Regions from separate parts of the Mus musculus genome. Here region 2 is linked to region 1. The links are chromatin contacts, called in public Micro-C maps. All regions are on one chromosome and are shown on one strand. Each heading gives the region's core, a stretch centred on a gene start, on an enhancer-like site or on the middle of the called end of the contact. The rest is flanking DNA. Distances are from core to core; before and after follow the strand shown.

Region 1 (6,898 bases), core at 2,292-4,791:
TGTCTTATAGGAGAAGTTGGCCATCTTGCCTGCCTGTTACCGTCTGGAGGAAGGCAGGGGAGCTGCCCTGCCGGGCCACTTATGTTTATTGAGCAGTAATGTATTTTGCCTTTAGCAGGTAAGTGGCAACGCAAGAGCAATGAACAGCGGCAAGGAAAATGAGATTGTAGCTTCCTGTGTGTGACAAATAGTTCTCCTCAACAAATCCAACTCATTAATCCTCAGTCCATTTCAGTAAATCCACAGAGAAATGCTTGTTTGTTTGTCTGTTTTCCAGCGAAACCACAGTTTATTCTATTCCATCAGCAGCCATGCATGCAAGGTTTCAGCAGTTGTTTACATGGTCACAATGGGGCTGGAGAGATGGCGCAACAGTTAAGAGCACTGGCTGCCCTCACAGACAACCTAGGTTTGGTTCCCAGGACCCTCACGTTGGCCCACAACTGTCTGTGGTTCCTCTCATAAAGGACCCGCTGCCCTCTTCTTTCCCCCATGGGCACTAGGCACTCACATGATATGCATACACACACGCATGCAAAACACTCATACACATAAAATAAGACAGTTTTTTTAATGTCCACAAATCTGCAAAACTGTCAAGTCTCATAATCCCCTTAGATTCCAGTTCATTAATCTCTAAATATGCCTTTTTCCAGGACCTTGGGAGCTGAGGTTAAGACAAACCTATATTCTGCCATTATCCCAATAGAGACTATGGTGGATCAACATAAAGCCAGTCTCTTTCAGCCTCCTATGTTATTCTAGATCTCATAACACAGCATTCCAGGTCTTCCCAGAGAGGCAGCCATAGCCATGTGCATGTACCCATGGGCTTCGTAACTGAACTGCCAAGATAAGGCTTCGACAGAGCAGGTTCTCATGTTAGCTCCGTCTCGTAATGCACTGACACTTGGAGGTCTTAACCCCGAAGAGACTTTCCTCTTCAGCCTTGACTAACTTCTAGGCATAGTTAATGACTTGCATGGAAAAGTCTATATTCCACATGGAAACCAGTCTCTACCTGGGTGACTCCCTTACTGCGTCCTCAGAATCTGACCAGGGGAGGGCAGTTAGCAAATGACTAGGAACATTTGCTTTTCTGCTGAAGTCATCTAAAGTAGCCAGTTCTGCTGCTGGCCATAGCAAGCCCGCTCTCCATACCTCACCTTGCCTTCCTATGGAAACAGCAGTGAACCCTCTGCTTCCCTTGCTTGCCTGACTCCTGACGGACCTTGGCGCTTCCCCAGGAGGCCCAGCATGGTGTGATGCAGCCTGTCCTCTTGGGAGATCTGAGTCACATGCTACCTTTTCAATTAGTGGCAGTCATCTGCTCATCAGATGGCCTTGCCAAACCTAAGTAATAACGAAAACCATACTCCCTTTTGATAATCGGGTCTTGTTGATGTCTCGAAGGAAAACAGAAGGGTAGAAAAGTCATATAGCTATTGTTTAGAGCTGAGGTTCTCAACCTTCCCAATGCTGCAACCCTTTAATACAGTTCCTCGTGTTGTGGTGACCCACAACCATTGTTACTTCCTAATGTAAATATCTAACATACAACTCTCAAAGGGGTCGTGACCCACAGACTGGGAAACACTGGTGCAGGAAGGCAATGCCTGCCCTGACTCTTACATTGTCCCCAGACATGGGGAACAGGACAAGGATCAGAAGTGAATTTTCCAGTGACTTGGGAATTCAGCAAAGAGCTGAACGCTTTTGGGATATATTCGGAGACACACGGGACACTCACATATCTACACCACAGGCAAGAACAGCAACCCAAGAGGGTGTGCAGCTGAGAAGGAGAAAGCCAACTCATGCCCGGAGCTGGCCTCTGAAGAAGGCAAGCGGGTAGTGAATGTAAGACATTGAACAGCCATGAAGGGAGGGAGATTGCCCTGGAGCTGTTCATAAGCCTGAGGAACTGCTCGACTGTTTTAGTCCATCCTTCTCAGGGCCATCAGGAAGGAAGGGCCTCCTCAGTGTTTGGGGGATTATCTCTAGAACTCTGACCTGGGCGGCCCAAGATATCAGGAGCCAGGCTCACCTTATCCTCCTGGAGAGGGTGTGGTCACCAGGGTGTCGAACTCCCCCTTCCCAGGAGCTCAGGACTTTCCTAGGAACTTCCAGACCCAGCAGGCAAGCACTTTAGACATGATGTGGGGGGTGAGGGATAGGGAAGTGGGGACCCCTCTTCCTTGACAGCACTGCCTCTCACAGTCACCAAATCTCCCAGGCCTCCTGTGCATTGTAAATCCTTCTGCTTTGACGATTAACTTGGAGCTTAAACAGCTGCCTTAAAATGCTCACAAGCGTCAACTGCTTAACGGAGGCGCTAATGAGGCAGAATTCTGTGACTCAAAATTAACATAATTAACCAATTTATGGGCACAGATTAATTTAGTTGTTATGTACTTAACATTTTTTGTGTTTATGAAAGGAAAAAACAAACCATGATTTAGTTACCCAATCAAAGCCTGGAGTAAAAAAACGCCAACAGAAATGTCTGCTGCTGTTGGCTTCTGCTTCCCAGAGGACAAGTAAAGACAGGAGAGGCTGCCCACAGTCAGGGAGGCCGAGCAGGGGACACTGCTCCAAATGCCCATCAAACTCGGGGTCCTGGGGTCCTCTCCTGCTCTGCATCCTAGAGCCACCATCTCCTGAGCGGCCTGCGGGAGCCAGGAGTTCCTCCAGATAATGGTGTGTCTTAGAAGCAGGGGACCCTGATCTCTGTACCTCAGCGTAACCCTCTTTCCTGCATCATGTTAAATAAGAGCACAGGCTAGGTACTGGCCAAAGGCTATCCCACACTACTGAGCATTCCTGACAGCAAGGTCAGCTTAGGCCTCTACATCTGTGTCCCCAGAGAGCTTCTGTCAGACCCACAGTTCTGAACCTGTGGGTTGTGACCCCTTTTGCGGACAGGGATCACCTAAGACCATCCGAAAACACAGATATTTATATCACAATTCATAACAGTAGCAAAATTACAGTTATGAAGTAGCAGCAAAATAATTTTATCATTAGGGAGTCACCGCAACGCGCAGGACTGTGTGTTATGTATTAAAGGGTTGGGGCATCAGGAAGGCTGAGAAGTACCGACTCACAGCATGCTGAATGCAGAGTGCAGCCAGGAGCAGCTGGCATGCTGAACAGGCTCACCTCCTTGACCCACAGGCTGAGTGAGGCCTCTGCATTCCGCAGACACCTGCAGGATGGGCCTGCCCGGGGGATCTCCACTGGCAGGTAAACTGTGCTGGAAGGGTGCAGCCAAGTCCCCTACTACGTATGCCAGCTGACAGCAGGTGCAACGAGAGACGAGCAGCATCGCCAAACAAAACAAACAGCAAGCCGAGGAGGAGGCCTCTGAGTGTGTCAGATTATTTTAAAATAAAATGAACAATTTGTAAAATGGGACTTAAAAGGAAGGCTCACAAGCAAGAGAGAAGAGAAATGTTAAGTGGCTCAGTGGCAGCTGACCTCAGGGTGTCATTGCTATGCCCTGGCACCAGAGAGCTAGGCTAGAAAAGGCACAAGCCAGCCTTCAGGTCAGCAGGCCTGTGCTTACCTATGCTCTGCCTCTTAGCAGTTACCTGACCCTGGAGGTGACAAGTCACCTCCCCGCTCAGTTCTGTTTCTGACGGTGTGACATGACCACGATGACACCAGTTCACACAATCCTGCTGAGGATCAGATGTAGAGACACAACTTGGTGCTGCAGTCACAACTCAAAGTAGTCAGCAGTGGCTGCTGCTGTTGTACTAATAAAAAGATATCCTAAGGGGGCTGGAGCAAGGAAGTGAAGTGAACACACAGCCTACCTCCCTCCTCTCAGGGTCCAAATTTCCAGGACTTCAAACAAAAGAAGGAAAAGAACAACTCTGGAACAGTCACGCAAGATGTCCCTCAGAATAGAGCACAGAGATGAGATTCGGGTGGCAGGAGAAAGTGCCCTGGAGCAAGTCTGCTTGGAGCGAGCAGTTCCACAGGCTGGGTGCCAGGTCAGCAGGGATCCTACCCAAGCATCCCCCGGGATCGCTGCCTACCTGCAGGAGAGCGAGGAGCAGCACAGGAGTCATTCCGAGATGAACCACGTGAGAGATGGTGGTAGGTCAGAGAGAAGGGATGGTGTCCTGAGATTAGACAGCCCACCCAGTAAGTACCCTTCCAAAGGGACAGGGCCAGTACCTGCCAGGTGACTGATGCTCACTCAGAGACAAGAAATTTATAGGCATAATTGTGAGTGTGCAACCAAACCCAGCGAATATCTGAAGAAATCCAAATTCGAATTGAAAAGTAACACGGTCAGATGTCATGGCTCATGCCTGCAATCCAAGCATTGCTGAACCCAGGGACGAAGGATGGAGAATCTGGAGCCAGCACGGGCCGCACAGCAGGGTTCTGTCTCCAAAGATGGGATAAGAGGGTGAATGCAGGCGGGGGGGTGAGTGGGGCCCTCCAACATAAGTGTCAGTATGCGCAAAACCATGCAAGATGCCACACATAGTATCTGTTAAGAATCACTAGAGCTCTCCTGATTCCAGGAGATGGGAAAGCTACAATTAACTCCATTCTTCCTACTTCAAAAAGCCAAACCCTGAAGAGCGTACAAGAAACAGGAGAGAACTCTGAAAGGCAGAGAGGCAGGCAGGCTGATTCTGACCTTCTTCTGTTAAGATCACTACATAGTAGTGAAATCTTGGGTCTTCCCCACCCCACCTTCCACCTTTTTGTCTCTTCTTCCTTTTAACTCATGTGTGTGGGTGTTTTGCTTGCATGTCTGTCTGTCTGTCTGTGTACTTTATGCATGCAGTGCCTCCAGAATTGAGAAGACGGCATTGTGCCCCAACAGGACTGGAATTAGAGATGGTTGTGAGCCACCATGTAGGTGCTGGGAATCAAACCTGGGTCCTCTGGAAGAGCAGCCAGTGCTCTTAACCCCGGAGCCATTGCTCAAGCCCCATCATATCTTTTGTGGGTGTGGTCTGTGGTTTATTTTGTTTTGTTGTTTTGTGAGAGTCTTTCTGGGGCAGGATAGAAAGATAGACACACACAGGCACATGATGGCAAGAGCAAGGAAGGGTGGGGCTTTCAGTGTCCTTACAGTAGCTGTGGTCTGGAGTCTAACACTCCTCCTCACCCTTGACATCTGCATGAAGCTTTCACCAGCTGAGACTCGAGAATCCCGACACAGCTCACAGAATTTGTTTAAAGCTTTCTTTCTACTTTCCCAACTATAAATCCCACAATTTTGTAGGAATCTCATTAGAAACCCCCTTCGAGTAAAATGTCATATCCTCACCTAGTGGCTTCTGGTTAATCTAAAAAGAACAACAACAAAAAAAAATCTTAGCATCCCTTCAAGATGTAACATGGGAACCACCAAAATAGTGCTCAGCTGCTTAAAGGCGGCTCTCCCTTGAGAATCGACAACCAAGCTCACACAGGACAACCCTTCCCTAAGAGCCCATCCCTGCTTTTGGGTTTGCTGATTCTTTCCCCGGAACCTTTCTATTTTTAATAAACTTTTCCCACATTAGCTTGTCCTGAAAATCCTTTCTTCAGCCTGGCCATCTATGAAGAAGCTGAAGTTGTGTGTGACAGCTTTGGAGACACTGGTGGCCATATGTCCCCTGGGTTCAGGACAGTACAATCTCACATTTGCTTCCTATACAATGAAAAAGGACTCCCTTGCCTTCTTGGGTGACAGTGTGGAACAGTGTCTCTATCACTGCTGCCACTGACATTGCTATGAGTCTCAGGCTGGCCTTGAACTCTCCATCCTCCAGCCCTAGCTTCTTAAGTGCTAGGATTAGAGGCACACATTACTACATTCAGTTTGCTGTCTTCTTTTTTAATCTCATTTATTCCAGAGCTAGAGATGAAGATGATGGCAACCCAGAAATATCACTGGAAATACACAGAAGGAAAAAAAAAGAGGGGGGGGGGCAAAAACTTTGTTTATCCAGTGTAAGCAGCAGGAAAAAGGGCAGCCTAGGAATCCAACAGGAAATGTTCATAAACAACCACCTGACCTCAGCCAACAACAGCACAGGGAAGTTTCAGTACCAGCCCACAAAGTTGGGTGGTCAGCCTGGACCTCCACCCCTGTGAAAAACTAACAAGACCCCACCACCACCACCACCCTAAGCCCAGTGGTGTCAGAAAGCAGTAAGAGGAAAGCAGGACCTCTATCATTCCAGTCACAAGAAGGGCTCTTCTCATGAAGTCATGCAGGCATGAGAAGTCCATTGTTGACCCCCTGCCAGGCAGCATCCAGGTGCTCCCCCCTCCCCCGGTTCTTCCCTGGAGTTGTAATAGGAGATGTGGTGAGGAGTGGTCACAGTAATGAGATACGCCCCCCCCACTCCCCAGTGATATAACTGAATACACACAGAGATAGCGTTTCCATCATGCCCAGGATGGATGGGGAAGAACATGGATGCTCACACACATGTGCCCTAATGAGGCAGTAGCCCTCCCTGCTGGAACTATGGCACAGAGAAAGCTAAGATGGGAGGCTTAAGCAAGACTAAGAGTGTCTACACAAAATGCACAGCTTTCTAGTGAAAATCGCACATCACTCCAAGTACGGCAATGATGCAGCTGTAAAGGAATGCTACAGTGGAGGAACAGACTGACGAGAGGCCATGGTGAGAGTGTCTGTCAGCAATCTCGACACAAGCATGCTTGACACAAATGACAACACATGAACGAACAAGTGGAGATTATCAGCAGAGAGATAGAAGATGGAAGGCACTATCATCAAAATGACAAGCTCAGTAAATGCAAGGCAGGAAGGGAGAAACGCATGGACTGTGAGGCCCACAGGCGAAGGAAAAGAACTACAGCAAAGATCTCATAACGGTCTCACCAGAGCCCATAAAAGGGAGGGCCG
Region 2 (6,898 bases), core at 2,244-4,743, 95 kb before region 1:
AATAAGAAATTAGAAAACGGTGTTGGCTGCAGGATCAGTTGGAAAAATGCTAGAACTCTGGAGGTGAATGATGGCCATGGTCATGGCCATGACAAGCCCATGTGAATATGCTTAAAGCCACTGATCTGTGCATCTGAAAATGGCCATGCTGGGATGGCAGGCACAGCAAGGGTGTGAACAATCGCATCTGAACAGTCCCAGAGGGCAAGTTCTCCTGATGTGCCTGTGATGTCCTGACTGTCAGCTTGAGTGTATTTAGAACCACCTGGAGACACACCTCTGGCTTGTCTATGAGGACATTTCCAGTGAAGTCTAACTGCCCTCGATGTGGGTGGCACCACCCCATGCATTGAGGCACTGGACTGAATAAAAAGGGGGGAAGCAGGAGGCCAGCTAAGCCCCAGCATGCATCTCTCTTTCCTAGCTGGGCATGCAGCGTGGCCAGCTGGTGCATACTCTTTCTACTACTGCTAGAGCCTTTCATGCTATCGTGCCTTCCCTATCACAACGGAGGGCATCCACAAACCACGAGCCAACACAAATCCATCAAAAAGTTGCTTTTGCCAAGTATGTTGCTAATGAAAGACACCAATGCCAACTATAGCAAGAATAGGACAACCACAGTATCCAATATGCAGTCATGTTTCCGAATAGTTAGAAGGGAAGACCTTGAGGGTTCCCAACACATAGAAATAAATATTTGGGGAGATGGAAACACTCATGACCTTGACTTAGCCATCACACATTGAATGCAGGCACTGAAAGAGATCATGGAACCTCAAAAATCAGTACCGATGTGTCAACTAGATTTTTTTGAGTGGTTGAGATTGTAAACTTTACGTTACATATATCTTAACAACAAAACATGCTGGTGAGCACATTTGCTATGAAACTACTCTCATAACTACTAATGAATGTCATACTCAAAACCTCTCAAGGATTCCATTCGGTCTCTAGAGGCCTGTGGGCACCAGCAGTAAGAGCCCCCACAGTGCTAATGAAAACGGCACAATGGGCTATGCTTATGCTAAGCCACCATGCTATGTCTAGTACAAATAGAGATACAGACCTTTGTGTAGAGGCAAGAAAACCATGCTGTGAGAAGCGCTAAGGTTTCTTTGGAAACCTCTCTGGAACTGTTGTGGTATTTCTTTCTCTTGCTGTTTCTTGTTGGGTTTTCCCAGGCACAGGCCAGGGTCAACCCTCCCAAGGGCCTAGGGAACTGCCCCATGATCTAGCGAGCATGTACACATGTCCACTGGCTGCCACTTGCCCTGGGTGGATAGGTGCAAAGCAGCACTTCCCTCTCCCATGGGTCAGCCCATCAACACCGAGCCAAAATTCACAACCTCAATGCCAGGATGCTCTGGGCACCAGCCCTGGAGGTAGTCAGGAGAGCCTCAGTCCCAGGGTACTTGGACCACAGCAGGCTAGCCACCATGCTGAACTAAAGATGGCATCAGGCACAGGTGCTTCAAGGGAGATAACACGTGACATGGAGCAAGGAGCTCCCGATGACTGTGAGTGGGGAGGAGAAGGCTCTGGGACCCATCACTGCCTCGAGTTAAGTGTGTTTTAGACAAGTTAAAAAGAGCCCCCATGGGGAGACATGGAGAATTCCTCTCCTCTAAGAGCTCTGCAGCTGCCTGATATTGAAAGAAATGCTTCAAGGGAGGGAGGAGACGCGGGACTGAGATAAGAAAACTTATGAGTGATCCAATGCCACTGCCTGCTAGGCAGTCTGGGGACCTCGAGAAAGACAGGCGAATTGAATTATTGAAGTCAAAAGAGTTAAAGGACCATAGCCCTCAGTGCTATGGATTCAAGTGACTCTGACATTTAAACAGGTAGCACTGGAGACACTTCTTAAACCAGGACTAAAATCCAGACATAAAAACCAGCAAGGGCAACTCTCTGAGGAAAGCTGGCGTCTACCCATGGAAAAGCCTCTTGCTAAGGTTAAGCCTAGATCCTTCTGGGGTTGTCTGAGGATGGGGTGGAGGGAGGCATGCACAGTGGGCTAGGGTCAGCACCACCCGTGGCTTGTGGATGCTGGGATCTCTGGCACGTCCACTTGGATAGTACAGCTGATAGCAGTATGAGGCCCCCACGGGACCACACGGAAGACGACGGTACCCGCCTTCTGGCCTTTTTAATAAATGGTTTTGTGGCAAACGAGATTTAGCTGAGACCTAATTCTTATATTGTCACTGCAGCAAAAACTCCATCTAACGTGAGTTTCTTAGAAGGCACCAAAGTGCTGGGGGCGGGAAGAAAACGGAGGAGAATGCTTCACCTGGAACGGATCTGAGCACATAACTCACCACGCATGCGGAGGACTGCAAAATGAAACCCAATAAAATGAATGAAATCCCCGCTACACTCTGCATAAAACCTGTGCCCGGAGACATCGGTGCTATAATCTCGATGGGAAACGATAATGCATGTAAAATTGTTTATGGCAGTCTTTCCCTCTCTGACTAAAACGTTCAGAATAAGTGGAGAGGGTTACAGAGAACTGAAGTTCTGCTTTATCACTCGGCGCTGGCGCCCGGCTCAGGCCCCACACCTCTCAGAGGCCTCTCAGTCTTTATGGTGCTGCGTTTTAGTTAATTCTGCAGCAAGACTAGAGTTTTAAAGCCAGCCAGCTTACGAGCTGCTGAACCTCCTCTCTCTTGTGTAGAAGCGCTCGTGGCTTTTGCTCTGCATTCGGAACCAAAGGACGGCTATGGGTTTAAAGCTGGGAAATCCAGGGCCACTTGCTCAGAGTGGGTCTCTCTCTGCGGTTTGGATTGTGGTTTTGTTTTTAATTTAAAAAACTGTTGGTATCTGATACATAGCAAACTGTACCGGATCAAACATCTTCAAGTGTGTAGTCGGGTGGCATTACTGAGTTCACACCAGTGGGCAGTCATTACTACCCTCTGTCTCATTTCCCCTAACTTGCACTTCTGTGCTCATTAAACAGCAGCTCCGCATTCTCCCACTCCAGCCTTGGGAGTCTAGGAGGACCTTTGTGGTTTTACAGTCTTATTTCCCCCAGAGGTCCTACACAGGAGGCAAATGCTCTACCCGTGAATTACACTTTAAGCCCCTTGCCTTTAAATTTTACTCTGTAATAAATCCAGGAACCCACAAAGTTACAGAACTTCCTGAATTTCAAGGTAGCTGGCCTGTTCACCTCCGGGAGCAAGCATACAAATGTCCAATGAGACCAAAGCCTTGGCAGCTTACCCACACAGGTCCGGCAGGTGTGATGGCATTCCCCACATTTGACGAGCTCTGAATCGAAGTAGGTACCCGGTTCACAGTCCGGAATGCAGCTGCCCCGTGCCAGGCTGGTAAGAAGAAAAGTAGGCCAGTTTCCATGTCTGTCCCGAAATTCTAATTAAATTAGAATCTGTCCTCAAACGCTTTTCACAGGAGGAAATGAAAGTCATCAGAGCGCAGCGCCTTGTGTCACCGATAGTTCCCAGCTAATGAAAGCTGGCAAAGCCATCCTGAAGCCAGCTGGAGGTTCTGAGGCCTCCAGCCTGCTGCAAGAGGTCAGAGCTTCCAGCTTTCTCCTGTGCTAGGATGGCTTATCTCTGTAGCTTTTCCTGAGACCTGAGTCAGAAATTATCTCTGTAGCTTTTTCTGAGACCTGAATCAGAAATCTCCCATTTCCCTGGAAATCTGGAGCACTGAGCAGTTGCCACTGCGGCAAGCTAGTTCCAGCTTACTGGTTTGAGTCCCCAGAGGATGTGTGTGTGTGTGTGTGTGTGTGTGTGTGTTGACCTTTAGTTCTGGATCTGCTCTGGTTTCTTCCTTACTCTCCTGTTTTACATGAACTTGAAACAAGAGCCTCTGGCATCTGGCAGCCTGCCACATCTGGCTTCTGCCTTCCTTTCTTACCCTATCAGTGCCTGTATACCTGTTCATTAGCTAGGCAGCCCGGCAAAGCATCATGGACACAGACCACTGATACAGGACCTGGCTCCACCACCAGCTACCCCAGGCGAGCCAGCAAGGCCCATTTCCTCCTAGGAGTTGGTTCCTATGGCATAAAGCTGCTTGGCAGATTCACTGAACAAATACATATAACTGTCAGTGTCTGGCACACGGCAGTGTAAAGAAGTGTCACCTACTATGCTGTCTTTGGTTCCTGGGATTGCACTGTGTACGATACACAGTTGTAAATGGGGTTGCCGATAAACAGATTGAGCCGAGGCTCTAGAGTGCACCTGTCAGCTCCAGCATGTCCTGCTGTGATGTGATTTATAATTAGAAATATATATTTAGTCTCATCCTGGCACACAACTCCAAAACTCTTTAGAATCAATAAGTGTCATTTTGCATGCTAGTGAGATAACTGGTGCTGGGGGCTCTTCTGTGGCTTCATGGTGGGGGAAACTGGTTGCCAGGTAGACAAACCATTGATCAGAGTAGGAACTTCCAGTCTCACCACCCCAACCTCAGAGGAGGTGAAAGAAACTGAAGGTGCAATTAGTCACCAATGGCCAATAACATTAACATTAACTCCATAATGGAGTCTCCATGGCAACTCCAAGAAACATGATTTGGAGTTTCCAAGTTGATAAACAAGAACATATACTTAACTCAGGAGGCTGAGTCAGGGGTACTGCCATGAGTTCAAGGACCATTTTGAACACAAAGAACACATCCATTCACCTGCTGGGAGGGTGTTGCACCCAACTCCACAGGAATGGGAGGTCCTTGACCCTGCCAGTGTTGCTCTATGTGTAATACCACTTCATCTGCCTCCTTTTTAACACCTGTGGAATACATGGCTAAAGTAAGGAAACGCCACCCGGTTCTGGGAGCAGGTGTAGTAGCAAAGCAATCAGACCCAAGGAGAGGCCGAGGGAACTCCGACAGCCAGCTGGAAGCCAGGATGGTTCACCCTGGGGTCTGGGTCTAGCCTCAGAAGCAGGATCGGCATCGAGCACTGAGTTCTCAACTTGTGGGCTCTGGTGCCAGGTGTGGGTGGATAGGTGTGAGAATTAAGTAAGGTTTGTGGGGTAGCCAGTGGCTATCATCCACCCATTCATGTTTTGATGTCCAGAACATAAGTGTTCTGTACTACATAAATAGAGTAGGAAACCCCCACCCCCACTCCCACGTGTTGCACCTCCATCTAGTGGGGTGGTGCCCACAGGGTTGCGAGCTCCTCACCACAGATGGCAGATGCTCGCCTGGGCCTTTTCCTCACAGTGATGCCAGGGCCATCATGCAGGACAGTTAAATCATGTTTGTAATAACTTCCCTGTGAACCCCTCCAGTGTTTATCCCCCTAAAGAGATGGATGGCCGGGAGGCGGCGGCTAGGCTGTTCTCTCACAGCTGTGACGTGACAGCAATGATTTGAAGTCACAGCTGAGGAGGATATTGGGCAATAAAAGGAAGCTTTCTGTGGATTATGGCTGGCCATGTTTCCCTGCTTTGTTTGTGCTCCTCCGTGAAAGCATATTACTGCAGCCATCATTCCTGCAGAGTGACTGCTGCCTGAGAGGCTCTTCCTCCCCTGCATCCGCACCCGACTTTGCTCTTCCCCACAGGACACAGAGATAGGTCCTCTGGGAAATAGGTTTCAGGGAGTTGGATCCACAGTCTTCTATCCTTTGTACCTTATGCTAGCAGCCCAGGGTTTGAGGGCCCACACCAGTGCTAGAGGAGCCCAGGATATTAAAGCCGGCTCCTCTCAGCCCCCAGCCATGGCCTCTAGTAAAATGTCTCCTTTCTCTCAGCTATATTCCCTTCTGGGGGGATATCTTCCTGGAGCCGTGGATCCTGGACCCTTTGCTCCTAATCTTGCTCTGTCTAGCTAACAGGTTTAAAGGAGCAGCAAGTACGATGTGACAAGTTGGAAGGTCTTGCTTTCCCTTCCTGTCCCCCAGACTCTGATGTGAAAGGGCAGGATGCAGGCAATGTCACCAAGGCAGTCACATGGAGCCTTCTGGGACATTCATTGATCTCCCCTGCATGAAAACCGTGTGTAACACCAATGACTTCATAAGTTGCGATAAAGGTTAAATGGGGCACCATTGGTGGAACATTTGCAGAAAGAGCAGATGGTCTCTACGGCCTTGGCCGTTTCTAAGGTCTCTATGTACTCACTCATCCGTCGTTCCTCATTACAGAGCTTCCCCTCTGAGGTGAGCTCTAGCCTCAGCAGCAGTGGGAGGAGAGGGTGAGCTGGGTGAGTGGGATGCAGCCTTGAAGGGTCTCCTGGTGCACCTGCTGCCCCCGGTCTGGACCACAGCATCCCCTCACCTGGGCATCTGCTGGAAATACAGGCGCTCGGGCTTCACCTAGCCTCACTGTCGTTTGGACAGAAACCCCTGAGGTTCCTAAGCCCTGATGACTCCTTCTACTTCTTTCTTTCCAAGGAGCCCATGGGGCTAGACTCTCTGCATGGGTGTGTCTACAGCTTTCTTAATATATGCTTTCCAAACTTTGGGATGGTAACTGGTAATATGCATTTTGATGTCACTAAATGCAAGTGTCACTACAGGAGACACTTGGCTGCAGTAAATGATTCAAACAAAAGAATTTAAAATAGCGCTGTGGAACAGGGAGGATCAAGAAATGACGGAACATCCTCAGGGAGCCAAGTTGACTTTCTGGATGAAGGAGAAAGCTGAGGTGGTGAGGGGGGAAAATCTCACCACTAGGAGGATGGCCAGGAAGGAGGGTAGGCCAGCCACTGCAGCTGTGACCTGGGCCAGGAGGGGAACTGGAGTAGAGGGGTTTACTACTGCAGAGGAAAGTGCCATGTGCTTCCTAGGAATTCTCCCAACAACCCCCCCCCCCACCACCATCCCAACAGCAACTATTGTTATCTCATGTGTTCAACTGTTACTTTAATCAACTTTCCAAGCCCAGCCTTCAATCTCTCT

The links. Hi-C and Micro-C count contacts between places; a contact is called where the count stands out from the background.
Region 2: a contact with region 1 is called in a Micro-C map of the AtT-20 cell line, with 1.9 times the contacts expected there. The contact joins two enhancer-like sites. A contact is called at or near these places in 8 of 484 Hi-C or Micro-C datasets (the AML12 cell line, the AtT-20 cell line, the N1E-115 cell line and 4 more), 1 of 115 datasets of contacts at active chromatin or transcription factors (embryonic stem cells) and 2 of 9 other capture datasets (adipose tissue and pancreatic islet).

Annotation. Positions count from the first base shown.
Region 1 is chr7:65,940,929-65,947,826 of GRCm38.p6, reverse strand. All of the region lies in intron 6 of Pcsk6 (proprotein convertase subtilisin/kexin type 6), which reads right to left. Among named protein-coding and RNA genes, the nearest start is that of Gm51486, 14 kb to the right of the region's middle. Within about 2 kb of position 3,541, at least 7 of the 459 cell types and tissues checked have an H3K27ac peak or open chromatin away from gene starts, as enhancers often do. A contact at or near this core is called in the AtT-20 cell line, where this site is marked.
Region 2 is chr7:66,035,421-66,042,318 of GRCm38.p6, reverse strand. Pcsk6 (proprotein convertase subtilisin/kexin type 6) reads right to left here. Exons shown (of 22, transcript NM_011048.1): 19 at 3,235-3,338. Among named protein-coding and RNA genes, the nearest start is that of Snrpa1, 21 kb to the left of the region's middle. Within about 2 kb of position 3,493, at least 13 of the 459 cell types and tissues checked have an H3K27ac peak or open chromatin away from gene starts, as enhancers often do. A contact at or near this core is called in the AtT-20 cell line, where this site is marked.